Linked DNA regions of Mus musculus: region 1 is linked to region 2. A link is a contact called in public ChIA-PET data. All regions are on one chromosome and are shown on one strand. Each heading gives the region's core, a stretch centred on a gene start, on an enhancer-like site or on the middle of the called end of the contact. The rest is flanking DNA. Distances are from core to core; before and after follow the strand shown. Region 1 holds the start of Acsl6 (acyl-CoA synthetase long-chain family member 6). Region 2 holds the start of Csf2 (colony stimulating factor 2 (granulocyte-macrophage)).

Region 1 (6,152 bases), core at 3,230-5,729, 54 kb before region 2:
TGTATTCCCCAGGCTGACTTGGAACTTGCTATGCAGTCAAAGCTATCCCTGAGTTCCTTGTGTCTGCATCCCAAGGGCTGGGATTGTAGGCACTCAACTTTAACTTTAACTTCAGACACTTCTGTTGCTGACCTCACCCCATCAGGACCCTCTGGCCTAGAATGCTTTTTTTTTTTTTCTACTTCATTTCTGCTTGTTAGAAACCTGGCTCTCTCCTGGACTGCAAGTCTGGGAAGACATTCTGACCCTCTGCTTCTACGGGCATCTTCCCGCTTAAATTCCTCTGGGCCTCAGAGCTTCATGCAGTAGGTGGTGACAACAGCAACACAGCATTGTGGGAAGATTGAAGGGAAGCTTGCAGAACCATAGAAACGTTTTGATTGCCGTACAGTGTGTGCAAGGTCAGGCAGATGATATGTTTATACTCTGTTCCCTCCTTTCATTCAATGAATGTCTAAGTACCTACTGTGTGTCAGGTGCTGGTTAGATAAACAACATACCTACTACTATATGAAACTTGTTTCTTTTTGCAAACAAGACAGACCTTCTCCGTACTACCCCGTGTACAGAACAGCCCTGAGTTCTATCGCATCTGTAGCTGAGCCAAGTTCAGCTTCAAGAAGGTCAACCTTAGAATCACAAACCCCAGAGAATCAGCAGGGGAACAGGATGGCTGGGTTCTGCTGCCCCCTGGTGCCAGCCTGCTCTTCCTAGTGCAGCCTTATGCCCATGCAGGCTGCCAAGCAGCTTAAAAAAAATCAAGGTAAAGGCTTGAGTACAAATTCAAACTTTCTTCCTTTGGGAGTCATGCCCCAAATACCTGATTTTTCTGGAGCTTCACCATCAGCCCCAATTTTTAGCCACTGTTTTGGGCTTCATTTGACTGCTCCAGGACTCATTGCCCTAGTCGAGTCTGGGGCTAGGGGTGGGATCTGATAGGGCAGAACTGAGCATGTTTGTGCCTGCTGGGCCAGATCTGTCATATCAGCCTCTTGTAGCCATGGCCCACTCCGATAGGGTGTGGTCCATGTCCCCAGAGCAGGAGTCAGAACTGGAGGTTCATCTCTGCCTCCTTCTGGAGCCCAGCTGCCACTCGGGCCAACCTGGGCTACATATATTCTCGTAACTTAACAGTCCTACACAACACTCCTTGCCTCCAGTCTTGATTGTTCCTGATTTAGCCTGGCCACTGTACCTAAACAAAGGGTCCTTCTGTGCTCTATGATAAAAAAAAATCCTCTCCTCTAGGACCCATCCAACAACCCAGGTCCTCAAGGCAGAAGACATGAAAACTCAGCCCCATCACAGTCCTTTCTGCATACCTTCGACAGCTCTGACTTCTTTTATTTGGTATTTGGCTACCTGTCTCTGATAAATGCCCCACGTCCTGCAGAAATCCATACAGGCATCACTGGTAGGTATGGTCTGAAGTTAAGCAGGTTGGATCTTATACAAGAGTTTAGAGCTACATCAGCCTGAAGGAAGGGGTACCTTTTAGTAATGTATCAAGAGTGGTACCTCTTTACAGTCCACATACAGGTGTCACAGAGGTGGGCAGGAATCCCAACCCACTGATCCCATTGTCCTCTGAGTGCTTGGGAAATGGTGGGCATATTTATTACCAGACTGAGCACATGACTCATGCTGGACTCATATCCTTGTCTCCTTGTTTACAACTCAACATTCGGGTTAGATCTGGAATGGCTCGGTACTGTGCAGCCCAGAGCTCGTGGCTCTTCCAGGCTGCTTTTCCCCCATCTTTCCCTGAAAGCCCTTGAGGTCAACTTTTGCCAGACCAAGGTTTGTTTCCCTAGGGATGCACTGAGTAGCAAAAAGCACACAGGCATTGGCTCAGGAGCATCTTCCTGTTTGACAGAGTGGCAGAAACCTGGGAGCTACACTGGGCTATAAAGTAGATTACAAAGCAGAATTCATCCTTAGGGGTGTGTGTGTGTGTTGTGTGTGTGTGTGTGAATGCACATTTCTCAGACCCTTCCACCCTTCCATCCCAAGAGAAAGCCTGAGATCTAGCAAAGCCCCAAGAAGGGCAGGCACATGACCTATAAAGCCCCCACCATGCATGTATCTGGGGTATTGCATCTAAGGAAAAGCACATGTCAGACTCTGCCTTCCAGCAATCAGAGCAGCTTGGCCTCTGTGAAAGCAGCTGCCACCGAGCACAGGAAAAGCTCTGCTTGACTCTCAGAGCCCTTGTCTAACCCCTCAGTGAGGCAGGTGCCCCCTTTTCTTATCCAAGGAAGCATGACAGAAGCTCACCCTGACTCAGTGACGGTTGTATACAAGTTATAGACAAGAAGCCCTCCCACTCAGGGGCTTCTCTCACAGGCTACTGATGATCCCTATCACAAGTGGCCCTGTAGCCTCCGGACACCTTCCTGGAACCACAAAAACTTCTGAACCAAAGACCAACGCTTTGAACCCATGCTGGGTGGGGTTCTTCCTGGAGTAGAACAAAGAGGACCAGGTACTGAGAAGAGGCTCATAGGCAATTTTGTCACGTAGGCAATAAATAGTGTATGTTACCATCACCACTACCACCAGCACCAGCACCACCAGCACCACCACCACCACCATCATCATCATCATATTTTGATTATCCATGATCCCAACTCTCGCCTATCCTTGCCTGTTGGCAAGACCAGAGTGGCCCTGAACAGCCTGTCACCAGACACTGGCATACAGAAGGAGCTTAGGGAGCTGAAGGGATTAGAGAGGCCTTAGTCTCCCCAGCTCAGGGAGACTATGCCCCTGTGGCCTAACTCAGGACAATTGTGGGGGCGGGAAAAATAATTACCTGGCCCACCATCCCCTCAGGTTCAGACACGATATAACCAAGCACTTGGCATGGGTTGATCAGCTAAAACTTGAGATCAAATTCCAATCTGCCCAGTGTTATCCATATGGCACTGGGGAAGTCAGTTTTTAAATCTCAACAATAGAAGAGGTCCCACCAACCTCCTAGGTTTCACAGTGAATATTAAAAAAAAAAAAAAAAAAACTCACACATGAAAACACATGATTCTCACAAAAGAATCAACCTCTGCCTTTCCTTTAGCTCAGAAACAACTTTGTCACCACCGCTGATGGTGCTATCCGAATACCAAATAAGAAATATTAGCATGGGGAGAGCATTTGGCCTGGGCTAGGCCAAGCATTTTCACGTACATTATCAGGTTTAGAGATTCTGCACAGAGCTGGGGCCGAGGTGGGGCTGGAAACCCTTTAGAGGTATTAGCCGGAGGCTTGGAGAGGGGAGAGGCCAGTGCTGAGAAGTAGTATTGGTAAGGGGTGGGCCTGTTGGGAGAGTACAGGTATGGGTGTAGGAATCTGGGGAAAGTACTATGCAGAGATTTATCAGGAGTCCTGTAGCTTCCTAAGAAAGAGGGTGCAAGGATGAGGGAGGGAAAGGGGTGAGGCAGGGGGGAAGCCAGGGTACAGCCTTGGGCAGAGCTAAGGGGCAAGTAACCAGTCTTGTCCTCTGGCTAAAGGGCAGCAGGGACCGCTAGTGAGAAAGGTTTCTGGCTGGATCAGGAAACCCAGGTCAGCTCTGCCGTACAATTCACCAAGGGACCTTGGTGGTGGTGGTGGGGGCAACATAACTTGGATTTTGGTCTCTAGAGATGGACACAGACACAAAAAGTCTGCCCTTCCCTTGGCACGGGGCCTAATCTGATCACCGGTTCTCACCACAAGGAGAAAGGAGCTTGAGAACGGAAGGGGGGTTATGGGGGTCTCAGCTAGTAAGGCCCTTCCTCCGGGCTGACCCAGCTGCTTCCCCAACGCTGCCCATGGACCCCCACCAGAATTGGGGGGCGCCTCGGGGACCTTGAAGGGACAATTCAGCAGCCGCAGCAGAGGGCTCCGCAAGGTGGAGATGTCACACCCGCACCCTGGGCCGAGATACTACAGCTTCCCGGAAATGGTGGTCAGGATCGGACCGGGACTTACCGGCAAACAGCCAGAGAGAACCCCCCGACACCAAGAAGAAGGTCAGCATGTCGGTGAGCCGGCCCAGCCCGGCCCGCACTGCTTCCCAGGCCCGCAGCCCCGCAGCCCCAGAGCCACCGCCGCTGCCGCCGCCGCCGGGTATTTTTAGCCCCCGCCTCCCCGCGCCGCTGCGGAGACCCGGCGGGAGGGGGAGGGCGCAGCGCGCGCTCCTCACGGAACCCGACTCCCAGCCCCGCAGCGCGCCGGGACTCCTGGGCAAAGAGACAGCGGCATCCGAACTGCCGAGCCCGACTGGGGGAGGGGCTGGGCCGCCCGCCCCGCAACGTTCTGGGGGAAACGGGCTGGAGGAAGGGGCTCACGGGCTCACTGCCGCTCCTACCTCACCGTGCCTCCACCCATGAACGACCCTACCTCCACACGACCGGCCTCCAAGGTTTTATGGCTAGGCAGGCTCAAATGGCAGCGGGGGTCCAGGGCTTCTGTCCCAGAAAGTGCACATGCTGAAGTGCCGGTTCCTGGCTGAGTCAGACGCCCCCTAGGACCTGATTTTGTAGTTGCTGGGAGCCACATCTGCAAACCCAAGAGGGAAGGGAGTGATGGGGCGGGGGGGGGGGGGGGGGCATCAAGGTGAGGCTAGATTGGATAATACCCACACTTAATAAGAATGCTCAAGGTCAGGTTGGAGGCCACACAAGGTCACGGGAAGACTCACCAGCTGCCATGTCCCCAGGCATGTCTCATGAAGACACAGGCAGCCACATGGAATCACAGGTGTCTCCCAAGGACACAGGCAGTGATGCATATGTGTGGTACATAAGAGCTCAAGTTCCTCTTAGCTGTGATAAATGGTCATACGGTCACTAGGTTGTTGGTGGTCTCATTGCTGAGCTGAAGAGTGAGCTGAAGAGTTGCAATCCCTTTGTCTGGGAACAAAAGGAGGAAGCCTGGCTCTGTGATTTTCTAAAATAATAAAGGTAGGTATTCTGATGGGGCCTCGATGGACATCTTCAAGTGGATTTCACCAAGGTCCCCTCGTTCTTCAAGCATTCAGGACTCATTAGGCTTCCAGCACCGAGGACAGCGCTCAAGCAGCACAGACCTTGGTCAGGCACTGGTTAAGACAAGGACCCATACCAGGAGTAAGAGGGAGAGAAACCAGACATTAGAGATCAGAAAGCAAGGGGTGGATAGGTGAGATTGGATGCTCTCTGTGCACTTGAACTCATATCTAGGCTTCAATTTCTTTGTGTGTGTATCTGTATGTGTTTATCTGTGTGTCTGTGTTTATCTGTGTGTCTCTCTATGTGTTGGGGAGGGGGTGGTCCTGCATCTTTAGTTTGGTATGTGTCTCTTGGCCTATCTCTGTGAACCTTAGAGATGTACAGTCTGCAGAAACATCTACAGTGAGTCTCTACAATAGACCATTCTTTCCCATTACAGGAACCGGGTCTTGGGAGGGCTGCTCTTGCTTGAAGCCAGTCTCTTCCTGGCAAGGGTTTTGCTGGAATCTTAAACTTGGCAGACACCTCTATGAGAGGATCATGGAGGTGATGTGGCAGGATTGTTCCCAGTGGGTGACACAGCAATCAGAAATCCCTCCTGCATTCCCAGCAGCAGTAGCGAACTAATTGAAGGCCTGCCTGCTCAGGTGGAGACCCCGTCAGGGGACACTTCTAGGCTTGGGAGAGGGCATAGATGGTTTCAAGTCAGACTGGCCTAGGGAGTTGGCCAGAATATCATCACACATTTTTTAAATATAATGAAGCCATAAGCAGGGTTTATCCCATTGCAATTTCTGATCATATGCACTGTAGGGCCTTTTCCTTCTTGTGCCTTCCTTCTGCATTCTGTCAATATCCATTTCACATTATAGTTAGGATGAAAAGATCCATCCCCTTCTCGGATGCTCTGGTCTTTCTATCATCTGTACACTGTTCTATCTGTACACAGTGAATACCTGTTAACAGAGCAGGGGTCCTAGGAGGCAAGCAGCAGGCTCTGGGGCCAGTCCTCTGCAACACCAAGTTGCAGGAGCATCTAGGCTCCTGGGTGGCTTCTGGCAGCCTCTTCTCCAGAGTGATGTCATGGGACACATTTAGCCTGGCCTCCTGCAGGATGCTGCATCCAGTTACTCTTCCTATAGATGTCTCTGTTTCTTGCGAGCATCACAGTTTAAAGCTCTG
Region 2 (6,238 bases), core at 3,132-5,631:
CACAGTGGCCAGGTCTGAAGACTGGTCTGAGTCTGCAGCTCTGCATCCAGGACGATGGAGGCTGATGCTTCCTGGGGGGACTATGAGGGATTTGGCAGCACTCTTGCCGGGATGTAGCAGTCTAGGGTGTGGAAATGGGTGTGTGTTTGGGAGGAAGTAGTGAGGAGCTAGTGGCCCTAGGGGTGGGATGTCCCCAAGGACTTCTTCCTGCCACCTGCAGACAGGCACTCTGAGGACCCTCTCAGTTTATGATCACCTTTTATGACTTCTTTTTGCACTTCAGCTGGAGTGGTACAGGTGGGCCTTACCCATATGAGGGATCATAGGGACTCTAGGAGGTGTTGAAAGGACATTGACAGCTGCTCTGTGTGTGTGGGGGGGTGGGGGGGCAGCATTGCCCAGAGACAAAGATCCTGTGAACATTATTTAAGGCCAGAGCCTTCTGGGATCTGAAATCCAGAGAGACAATCAACATACCCGACAGACAGGGGCTCCAGGAAAGAGTGAAGGAGCCTGGAAGACCCAAACAGCTCTGTGAATGGCTCCTTCTAGGACCCTGTCCTGATGAAAATATAAAGCAGCAACCACCGCTTTGATTATGGCCCCTCAGCTCCTGAAGCTGGCAGGTGTCAGAGCCAACCAAGGGTCTGCAACTCCCACTACACCTAGGGTTGGAAGAAGGGCCCTTAGCACTTCAGGAGGTTAGGATGGCTTCTCCCCTCATTTCTCCTTTGGTCTTTTCCCCATGCACTCCCAGAGATTCTTTCAAGGGGCACAGATAAAGACAGTGTCCCCTCTGGGTGCCTGCTGACCTCTCAGTTGGAGATAAGGCTTGGGGCAGAATTGAGGGGTGGGACACATTCCTAACCATGGAGGGAGAATTCTGGGTAGAGAATCCCAGGCAGTGGAGGGCATTGTGAGAGGCAGGCCCAGTGCTGCTTTCATGGGTTGTGTGCCCATAGGACTTACCTGACTATATGGGCTTGGCATGGTTTCTAGGTTCTGGGGAGACAGCAAAGAAGCCCTAAGAACAAGAAATAAAGCCAAAGAGGAGGTCTTACTATACTTGATCTATTCTCAAAAGCTGGCATTCCAGCATAATCCAGTTCACGCAGCTTGTACGGTACTGGAACACCCCAGTGACCTCTCAGGGTCTCAAGTGCTGGATCCATATTGCAGTAATTAGCCAAGCATTCTCAGACAATACTGGCTTTTTCTTTCCCTTATCCAGTCTAGTCTGGCTGACACCCCAAACCTTACTGCTTGCCTATAGTTTCCTCACTGAAGCAAATAATTACTAACCTAGCTGGCTTCCCTGGGACAGAGACAGACACTGTCATTCTGTCTGCCCCATACCCACTTCCCATGGTTGTTTGTTTTTTTATGCATATCTTCATTGGCCCTCTCAACCATGTGCCTATAAATCTAGGTCTGGTTGTCCCTGTCCTCTACTCCGTGGGGCTACAGGCATGAATTCTCTGAGAGCTAGGACCATATTATATAGCCTCCTGGAGGCTTAGCTGAATGGATGCTACCCTCAGGTCCTCCCCGATTCATCAGAGCTCACCAGTGCCAGGGACCTGAGGATACCCAGGCAGCTGAGACAGAACTAGAAGGAAAGTTGGCCTTTTAAAATAGATTGGGGTGGGTCAAAGACAGAGAATGTGGAGGGGGTCACTCAGGAGTGGAGACAGAGAAGGCTAGAGTTGTGGCTCTATGTGCCTAGAGTAGCAGGGAGGGAGTAGGACCACCTTCTCAAGGACATACAAGCCACCCAGGGTGTTGAGCTGTACTGTGGCTCTCAAAGTGGGACAAGACTCCACAAGCTTTGTCTCTGGGTGGAAACCATCTCTCTACTTCACTACATCTGTCCAGAGAGATGCTCCCAGAGGCTGGGACAGGACAAGGGACAACAGTCCTTGGACATTCCAGAAATTCTGGCTCTTCTGCCAGGTTAGGACTTCCCCAGGATGGGGAAGGTATCAGAATGCTGCCTCCCTCTGGGAAAAATCTTTCTATAAACTTTCCAACAACAGATACAGCATCCATCAAGTGGATGATGCAATGGAGCCTTTGGAGGGGTACTTTCCTGGGATATTCCAGAATTCATGGTGGCTGAGTAGGGAGAAAAGAGCCCAAGCCTGGGGTATAGTGATATCTAGATAGAGGGCAGAATATGCTAGGAAAATTCTCCTACAGCTCCAAGATGTCCTTGGGACAGTCACAGGCCACTCCTGCCTTCCCACCAATAGAGCTGCCCTGATGGACAAGTGTGTTAGGTCCACCATTTTCTGGACTAGGCAGGTGGCCAGAATTTGCTGTGTGGCCCATTCCCCTAGAGCAGGAGAAAGCATCCATGTATGGACTGAGCTGCAAGTGGTCTCTTAGATCTCAGACTCCATTAAGGACGAAGGCCTCCCTGAAGAATGTTGATCATCAGGATGGGTCAGACCATCTTAAATGCTCATGTGTCTGTCCCGTGGGATGAGAGGGACTTTGGGGCCCATTTCCTTCCCTCCTGGTGTTGACTTCCTCTTGTGATAAAGATCCTGGGGCAGCCACACGCTTCTGGTTCCCCCAGGGCCCATGTCAAGGGACACTCCCCGGAAACTCCTTCCAGAGGGTTCTCTCCTGGCCTTGTGGGCTGGGAGGCCAAAGAGGGGTCACTCCACCCATCTGGTCCCCACCTCCGCCCTGCCACAGCCCCACTGAGGCCCTTGAGTCAGCAAGGCTGTCTGATGCTATTGCCGCTTCTTTCCATGCGTGCAATCTAGGAATGCCTGCCCGTGTCACCGCCTCCACCCTGATGTCATCTTTCTAGGAGAAAGATACATATCTACCCACAAACTGCATCCCCAAGCCCTTAGAATCCTGCCCCATAAGTGACAACTTTGGCACCTGTAGACCATATCCTTGACGTGAGTCTTGACTCTGGGGCCTCTGCTTTCCTCTTAGCCACCACCCTGCCACACGCTTGGGCTAAGACGAATGCCTTTAGTTCTTCAACATGGCCATTCTGGCCCCCCAGTCTCTCTTTCTACATGATTCCTGTGGTCTTGTCCTGAGTTCCACCTGTTATCTGACCCTCGAAAGCCCTCACTTCTGTCTGGTTTCATCAGTCCACTGAATCAGCTTCTTGGGCCCTAAAGCATGTTTCTTGGCTAGGGGCCCCCTCTCATATCAAGAGGGCACCGCCAGAAGCCCAAGGGTTCTCACAAAGCAGGCAAAACAAGTGTGGCTCATGTTAGATGCACCCTTATGTAAAACCTCCTCCACCTTGACATGTTCCTATGAGTACATATATATCCAACACCACCAGCATACACACATGACTGAAGAGATACACATATGTATCCCCATGGTCTCAAACTTCCTGTATAGGAAGGCTTGGGCCAGATCCCTTGGGCAAACACAAACTCGTGCCGTCTTCTCCAAAAGCCATTGTGAAAATCAAACACTTGTTAGCCCCTTGAGACCATGCTGCCTTTCCAGAAGCAGTTCCTGATTCCACAGAGAGCTTCTGGAGAGGGAGGTGGGCTGGAGCAAGGGGCTGTGCAACAGACTAAGCCTGGGAGAACTTGCCAGGGAAGCGGGGGTTGGGGCGCACGTGTGTGTGTGTGTGTGTGTGTGTGTGTGCGCGCGCGTGTGCGTGTGTGCGTGCCTGGTTATTGTGTTACAGCTAGTTACTATGTTACAGCCAGCCTCAGAGACCCAGGTATCCCATAATGGTACAGATAGCAGTAATGTGTCCTTTTTGAATGGCAGGCTGCTCTGAAGAGGGTAAAGAGGCTCACATAACTCAAAGGAAGAGTCGCTTGGCAAAGGGGGAGGGCAGAATCAGCAGTCAAATGGGAGTAGCCTTACCTGCCCCAGCCAGAAGCTCTAGCCATGCTGTGAATTTTTAGGATTGAACATGCCTTTGTAACTGGGATTGTAGCAGTCAGTTGGGATGGTATCATAAGAGAACATGGTATAGTCTGCCTGGCTTCTATACCCATTGCTGTCATTCTCACTGCTCCCAAGGTGGCAGGGGTGGGGCTTGGCTGGGCAGAGTTTGCCCAGAATGGTCTCCTCAGTGGGAGTCTGTGGAGACCATTATAGAATTGTGTCATTGGGCTGGACCTTATTTAATTAGATAATGAGGTGGACTTGTGAGAAGTGTATATCTCAGAAGGTGGCTGGAAAGAGAACGGGCCAGGACTGGGGCTGGAATGAGCCACCAGAGTAGGTAGAGCTTGCCCAAAGGCCTCCAGGAACAGCAGGTGCTATGGAAGCAAGAGCCCCACTCAGTATCTCCCAAACCCCGCCCCAGCCACTCCAGGCCAGGAAATCCAAATATGCCTGGAGGCCCCTCAAAAAGGAGAGGCTAGCCAGAGGCTGGGTCAGACTGCCCAGGCAGGGTGGGAAAGGCCTTTAAAGCAGCCCGCAGGTGGGCTGCCAGTTCTTGGAAGGGCTTATTAATGAAAACCCCCCAAGCCTGACAACCTGGGGGAAGGCTCACTGGCCCCATGTATAGCTGATAAGGGCCAGGAGATTCCACAACTCAGGTAGTTCCCCCGCCCCCCTGGAGTTCTGTGGTCACCATTAATCATTTCCTCTAACTGTGTATATAAGAGCTCTTTTGCAGTGAGCCCAGTACTCAGAGAGAAAGGCTAAGGTCCTGAGGAGGATGTGGCTGCAGAATTTACTTTTCCTGGGCATTGTGGTCTACAGCCTCTCAGCACCCACCCGCTCACCCATCACTGTCACCCGGCCTTGGAAGCATGTAGAGGCCATCAAAGAAGCCCTGAACCTCCTGGATGACATGCCTGTCACGTTGGTGAGTGAGGGAGAGAGTTGGGTTGTTCCCAGGCCACCCATTGGCCCTTGTCTTGCCCTGCCTTTCAGCTTGGTAACACGGCACTTCCTTTTTACAGAATGAAGAGGTAGAAGTCGTCTCTAACGAGTTCTCCTTCAAGGTAAGCTGCTTCTCTTTTGCTCTTCTCTTTTGGTGTAGCTTCCCGGGTTGCCCTGCAGGGCTGCTTTAAATAGCCTCTTGCAAGGCTTTCTACACTCTTCCCTGCCAGTGGCTGCCAGCGGGAGGGGGCAGAATCTGGGTAGTCAAGATCTCTATATCCATTCCTCTGTAGCAGTCACGTGCACTCTTTTATCGTCCAGAGCCATGCCCCTGTGGCAGTCATGTGCACTCTTTTTATCAAGTGAGCAATAAGTTTGGGCAGAGCTAGCTTTCAAAGGTCAGAGGTCTTCAGGGATTGATGGGAGCATGAGAGTCACTTTATGAGTTGGCCTTGTTGCCTTCAAGTTCTCTCTGTGCCCCGTGACCATGGAGAGAAGGTATTGATTATACAGGGGCACAGAGGGTATTGATTATACAGGGCACAGAGGGGCTTTTGAAATAGTGCTTCCCCACACAGAAGTTTGGGCTCTGGCCATCTCCTTCTTCTAGAATGGCAGCAAGTAGCCTTTGCTTACAAATTTTTTTTTTGGGGGGGGGACAGCACTTGGAACTGGGAACCTCTATGGTACCAGACTATAAACATGGCTGTGGTAGCTGAGGTGGCCTGGACCAGGCAAGAAGAAGGGCAGTGCTCAGGACAGTGTTATGACTAGCCCCAACCTGTACCACTTGGTGGGAGCAGAAGGGAGTAGGGAGAAGTTAGCTTGTATTCTATGGACACTTGGCTTTTGCTTATCAACAAATGGATGCTTCCCACAGAAGCTAACATGTGTGCAGACCCGCCTGAAGATATTCGAGCAGGGTCTACGGGGCAATTTCACCAAACTCAAGGGCGCCTTGAACATGACAGCCAGCTACTACCAGACATACTGCCCCCCAACTCCGGTGAGTACACAGCATCAGGGCCCCAGGTCTTAGTCTGGGAGGGTGCGGCCAGTAAGGAGAGACTTCTGGCTGTAGCTGTTCAGGGCCCCAGTAAGTGGTTTCTGTATTGTTAGATGTTTCCTAGGAGCCCCCCAAGAACAGGCCATAGCTCCTATTCATCCCTAGACCCTAAGCTGAGAAACAGCAGAGAGCCCACTGCTCTTCCTAGGAGGAACCATCTGCCCATGTCACACATGCCATTGTCAGTCATGAGGTCAGAGGTGAGGCAAACCCAAGGAAGCTCAGGGCCTGCCCAAGCCCAGGAGAGCCAAGAGCCAGCACCCAGATGCCACTTCCTGGCAGGACTTTCCTGTAAGGATGCCTGTATTCCATGGATACAAGGAGGAGGCTCCTAGA

Evidence for each region. ChIA-PET counts read pairs in DNA pulled down with a chosen protein or histone mark.
Region 1: an RNA polymerase II ChIA-PET map of memory CD8 T cells shows a contact between it and region 2, with 7 read pairs. The contact joins the promoter of Acsl6 here to the promoter of Csf2 in region 2. A contact is called at or near these places in 1 of 39 promoter capture datasets (maxillary cranial neural crest), 1 of 115 datasets of contacts at active chromatin or transcription factors (memory CD8 T cells) and 2 of 9 other capture datasets (adipose tissue and pancreatic islet).

What each region holds. Positions count from the first base shown.
Region 1 is chr11:54,302,151-54,308,302 of GRCm38.p6, reverse strand. Acsl6 (acyl-CoA synthetase long-chain family member 6) reads right to left here and starts at 4,479. Exons shown (of 21, transcript NM_001033598.1): 1 at 4,381-4,479. It overlaps Gm51861 (a long non-coding RNA gene), which reads left to right and starts at 4,602. Exons shown (of 3, transcript XR_003949553.1): 1 at 4,602-4,943.
Region 2 is chr11:54,248,042-54,254,279 of GRCm38.p6, reverse strand. It overlaps Csf2 (colony stimulating factor 2 (granulocyte-macrophage)), which reads left to right and starts at 4,381. Exons shown (of 4, transcript NM_009969.4): 1 at 4,381-4,819; 2 at 4,917-4,958; 3 at 5,717-5,842. The coding sequence starts at 4,670. Gm12223 (a long non-coding RNA gene) reads right to left here. Exons shown (of 9, transcript XR_003949549.1): 5 at 970-1,024.